2 separate regions of the Zea mays genome follow, and region 1 is linked to region 2. The links are chromatin contacts, called in public Hi-C maps. All regions are on one chromosome and are shown on one strand. Each heading gives the region's core, a stretch centred on a gene start, on an enhancer-like site or on the middle of the called end of the contact. The rest is flanking DNA. Distances are from core to core; before and after follow the strand shown. Region 1 has its middle 16 kb from the start of LOC111589247. Region 2 holds the start of LOC100283709 (growth inhibition and differentiation-related protein 88).

Region 1 (2,738 bases), core at 69-2,568, 120 kb before region 2:
GTCATCGTACCCCGGTAGATGGTATGGCTTGAGAAATGGTCTTGTACTTGTTGTTGACTTGCACTCGCTTGGTTTCTGCTGAGAGCCGAGGCCGAGGCCGAGGGCTCAGTCACGTATCCGAGCCCTCCTGGTGAGAGGTTGCCCATACCGTAGTGGTTGGCATAGTGCTAAGTATAAAAAAGCTTCTTTAAGTAGTGCGTCACCTCTGCAGTGTCTGATACATGTACTTTTTTCTCTCCTTTCTCATATACGTGACTGTCGGTGCTGGCAAGAAACGGTGTTGCTCATCCAGGCCAGTGCCCCCACGGCGACGCCCGTCCCCGGATCCGACGGGTGTAGGCATGGACGTCGACAACAGCCGTGCCATCGGCCTGATTGGATGGCTGCGTTTGGACGCGCTGGCTGGCGCCGCCCTGACCAGTGGGATACAACAATTTTAAGTGTATGGGCAGATGCAGGCTAATAACATCAAAATGACTTGTTTTCATCAACTCATGCAAGCTATGCCTGCCACATGCAGACAATCAAATATAATCTTAAATAAAGTCAACGCATTCGGTGATCCAGATGAGATAGTGTGGCTAACCAATCAAACGACATGCTCCTCAAATACAAAGGCACGAGGGAGCGCGGCTCGCCAAGCCCATGGAGACGTCCGGTTTTGGCAACCCACCAAGGAGGTGACGAGCATGGACTCGAGCAGCGACGGCGACGAGGTGTGCTCGTGCAGATGACACTCTTCGTGTGCGGCTGTGTCCGACTTCACGTACAGCTAGGGATGATAATGAGTTCTATAAAATTTAGGATTGAATCAGATTACGATCGAACTCTACTCTATTCATTTTTAAATTAGAAATGATTTAAAGCTCTAACAAATTATAAAGAAATATTTGTCCTACGTGCGGCAGAAGCAGACCCTGCGTGTAAGACTACAGTGGCTTGCAGAATTTTCTTGTAGCCACCAGCAGTGCTGGTGGTGTTCGGATGCATACAAACGAATGTAAATGTGGATATGCATATGTTCAGAGTTCGATCATTTGTTTTATTTTATTTTATTTGTAACATGGTCAATGGTTTTTTGATCCACCGTGACAAAAAGGCGGAAAAGCGAGATCGATTTGTGATGTGAATGACTAAAATACCCCTTGTACCACAAACCAATTCCATGAAAAAATCGTTAGAATTGTGATGTGAATGACTAAAATGCCCCTTGTACCACAAACCAATTCCATGAAAAAAATCGTTAGAATTTTTCATAGCACATAGCTTATAGCACCTCTTTGACACTTCACGGTTAACATCAGCTTTTTTGACATCTCAATCTCAACCAAACAAGAAGAATCTCGAAAAAAATGATACCAAGCTTTGTTTTTGGTGTACGTGTACCATAGGAGCAATTATTTTCAGCCTTGTTTTCAGATTCCCTTTTATCTCTTCCTCCTTGCATATGCATATAGTATGGTGTTGGTAGGAATGATAATAAATTCTATATTTTTATGTATCGAATTGAATTAAAATTGATCTATATTTTTATGTATTTTTAAACTAAAAATTATGAAAGTTCTAATTTACTGTAAAGAAATATTTAGATCATGATTCATTATCACCCTTAGTTGTTGTTAACTATGTATTTTTCCCTTCGCAATTCTCTTCCTCCTGTGAATTCTACTCTTTTTTCTTTTTCGATTTGTTTTCAATTTCATTTTAAATATGGTTAATGGTTCTTTGATTCACCATCACAAAAAGGCAGAAAAGCGGTTTGTGATGTCAATGACTAAAATGCCTCTGTACCACAAACCAATTCCAAGAAAAAAATCGATGGAATCGAAGTGAGGTTCATCGTAATACTAACCGTTTTAAGTTTTTTTTATATTTTAATGATTGATGCATAACTCAAAAATATGTTTCTTTTCTTAAATCTCTTCTCTATTATTAAGGCGGTAGGCTGTCATTCCCCCTCCCGCAAATCTCATTGTCATTCCCACGTGCATCCCACGTCTAGCTAAAATTAAATTTAAAAAACACAAATGGTCCAATGGGATTCGAACCTGCGACCCTCAAGCAAATGTGCTCATAGCTACCACTACACCACATGTGTATTTATGTTAATACTTGTTACAGTAAAAATATCTACTACATCTCTCCCAAAGCCCACCTGCTACATTTACACAATGTGTAGTAGTAGATAATTATCAACAAGATTCTTGAATTGTATTTTTTGATTGAGCGAGTAGTATTTAAAGAAGAGCATTGCATGCAATTTCTTTTGTTTGAATAATGTTTTCAACTTAAATTCTTTTTATATGTGTGCCATTTATTCTCCGTAATATTTTTCTATGGATCTTACTTGTGAGTCATTTTCATAAACCAACGCCAAAGATGAATCCATGTTTCTTACTTGGAAACCTCGAACAAACACCACTGGCAGGAGGCGCTCGCGTTGGCGTCACTCATCGACGACGAGAAGAAGCTTGGCGACTGCCAGTTCGACCTCTGGAAGCAATACTACGTGGTCGCATGCACCACTGTGTTCGGCATGCTCCGGCGCAGCCGTCGCTTGGACGCGGTCCAGAGCGGTTGCACCGCGCTGTCCATCTTCAAACAGGGGGACCTCATGGTCGTCGCCAACGCCGGCGACTCTCGGGTTGTTCTGGGTACCGCATCCGACAACGACGCCGTCACACCGTCCAGCTCATAATCCACCTGAAGCTCAACCTGCCACGTAAGTCACTACTGAC
Region 2 (2,700 bases), core at 19-2,518:
AATAACCCGAATCATTTGCATGACCATTGGTCAACATAATAAAAACAGAGCAAATAGCAATAGAAAAAACAGCAAATAGCAATAGAAAAAACAGAGCAAATAAGTGCAAGGAAAATAATGTCTGCTTTCACATGATTGCAGAAGATGGTCGTGCACCACCATGGCCGGGCGCGTGCCATGCTCGGCGAGGTCCAGCGACACCACCATGGCTGAGCAGCAACGGAGGAAGACTAGGCTCGGATGTGAGCTATCCTCTTGCTACCTAGCGAGACATCACATAGATGCATGGCATGTCCGGAACCTGACGCGTGTATGGGCATGACGCACTCACATGCAGGTGCTGCTGAGTGGACCTAGCCCAAAATCCAAGTGGAGGATCAACTATTGAGTGGGAATCTAAATAGAGGCTTACTAACAAATAACCTTTTAAAGCTACAGTAATTAAAATATGAAGTCCACTGTAATCAGAAATTTGAGTAGGGGCATGTGCCCTCACTCGCCATAACGTCAGTCCGCCGCTGACAGGAGCCCCAAGGAGGAGAACAAGCTGGAGTCAGGGTGTCTAGGAGCTTCGAGGAGGAGAATAAGCTGGAGCTAGAGCGCAAGACTGACAGAGATGAAAACAGATAGAAACGGACCGAGGCATTTTATCATCAGAAACAGAATCAGATCTAAAATAGTCACGAACAAAAACAGAAGCGAGATAAACTGAATTGCGCAAACAAACGGAAACAAAAATACTAACGGAAACTCGTAATTTAATACAAACAGAAATGGTATTGATTGGTTGACTAGTGGCTGATGGTATGATAATAACACAAAACAAATAAATATACAGAGGCAACATTCTATTGTTGTTTGTTTGCTAATAGTATATATTTAGCTACACTGATGTTGTTTAAGACTTTAGACCACTTTTTATTGAAAAGAGTCAATAGTTACAATGTTCGGTCACTTGTGCTATAATTTGTCACCTAAAAGTATAAATGCATATTAGGCTCGTCATATATTTATTAAATACGGAATAAATACGAGTTTAATCTGAATAAAAGCCGGGATACCATAACGGATGGAATAAACCCTCTTTCATTTTTATAATGTTTATATATTTTTCTTTAAACATAAAAATGGTAAGATCAAATATAGAAAACGGTACAAATTAGGACAGAATTTTACCAATCCGTTTTCATCTTTAGAGACGGTGGCGGCGGGGACGTGAGATAACGGAGAAAAGAGATATATAGGATGACATGCGAGTCGATGTGCCAGTTCTAGTCAATAGAGTCGAACTATAAATCGTTTGTTTGAACTAAGAGAGACCCAGATAGCAATTAAAACTTTTACAGACATACTTTAAAATTTTATAGACTTGCAACCGAAATACACTTTATTCTTTCTTCAGCCTAGTCCGACTACCGACTAAGACCGACTCAGCTCCGGCGACCCTCAAACCGCACCAGCCATGGACGGGCCGCGTTGGACGGAAGAGGTGGACGACCTGGTCGACGCCGGCGACGTCGACGGCGCCATCGCCCTCCTTGAGTCCGTCGTCTCCGATTTGTCAACCTCCGCTGCTCCCCCTGCCACTGACCTTCGCCTCGCCACGGCGCTCGGCGACCTCGCGGGCCTGCACGCCTCCCGGGGAGACACCCTCCGAGCCGACGAGCTCCGCGCCCGCGCCATCGCCCTTCGGTCCCGCGCCACGGTCCCTGGGACTGGGACCCTAGGGTTTGTTTCCCCCCCTCGTCGTCCTTGTTGCTCTTGTAGTTCGTTGTTGGAAGCCCTTCGCTCAGGCCTCATGTTTCAACTGCTTAGTTATTGCTCTATTGGGCTATTATTAGAGTTACCTTCGTTGGGTTGTTCATACATAGAAATAGGAATATATAGATTATAATGTGAAATTCGATGCATGATTGGTCACCTAAGTCCTGGATTACTCCTAATTTTTAGCAATTGCCACTTGACTCTGTACTCTGTAGTTACACAGTTTCCCTGCGTTGCTCAGATTGTAGCTTGCCTTCATGGCTGCTACTTCTAACAACAGATTCAGTGGCAAAATTGATATATCTAAAACAGTAATACCAGGGGCACTAGCTAGTTATGTACTACTTCGACTTCCTCATTAACCATTGTAATTGGCTTCATGTACAATCTCCTGCTTGGGTGCCTTTTCCTTAGTTCTTAATTAGTTACTTATATGTTTGTTTTGTGCCAAATGACGCTCTCAAGGGATCAGGAGCTGTCAGAGAAATGTCCATCACAAGAGTGTGCAACGGGTTCAAAAGACTCAGAAGTCTCAGCTAATACTAATAAAAGCAATGAAGATGAGGAGGATGGTATTGTTTTTAACTTTTTATAGCTTGCTTGTGCTATTGAACTTGTGGACACAGCTCACAGGAAATTGAGATCGTGCATTCCTCCTCTGATACTTGCAGATTGGGAGGCTATTGCAGATAGTGGTGCCCTTGATGACACACTAGTGCGCTCTCTTGAGCAAGGAGCTAGAGTATCTTCTTGCAGCTCCCCCGAAAAAAGTAGCACCCCATCTTCAGGGCCCAAAAGGAGGGGGAGGGGCTCATTTCTTTACAATAAGAGTGTTTTGTACAGTGACCAGTGTGGTTCGGAAAGAGAGTTGGATAACAAACAGTCTAAACCTCAGGTTGGATCAAAGGATCATGTGAATGAGCCAGAGAATAATGC

Evidence for each region. Hi-C and Micro-C count contacts between places; a contact is called where the count stands out from the background.
Region 1: a contact with region 2 is called in a Hi-C map of leaf, with 5 times the contacts expected there. The contact joins the enhancer-like site here to the promoter of LOC100283709 in region 2. A contact is called at or near these places in 2 of 25 Hi-C or Micro-C datasets (ear and leaf).

Annotation. Positions count from the first base shown.
Region 1 is chr6:135,225,066-135,227,803 of Zm-B73-REFERENCE-NAM-5.0, reverse strand. No RefSeq gene overlaps it. Among protein-coding and RNA genes, the nearest start is that of LOC111589247, 16 kb to the left of the region's middle. Within about 2 kb of position 1,318, at least 3 of the 20 cell types and tissues checked have an H3K27ac peak or open chromatin away from gene starts, as enhancers often do. A contact at or near this core is called in leaf, where this site is marked.
Region 2 is chr6:135,108,640-135,111,339 of Zm-B73-REFERENCE-NAM-5.0, reverse strand. LOC100283709 (growth inhibition and differentiation-related protein 88) reads left to right here and starts at 1,268. Exons shown (of 6, transcript NM_001156608.2): 1 at 1,268-1,728; 2 at 2,230-2,336; 3 at 2,436-2,700. The coding sequence starts at 1,463.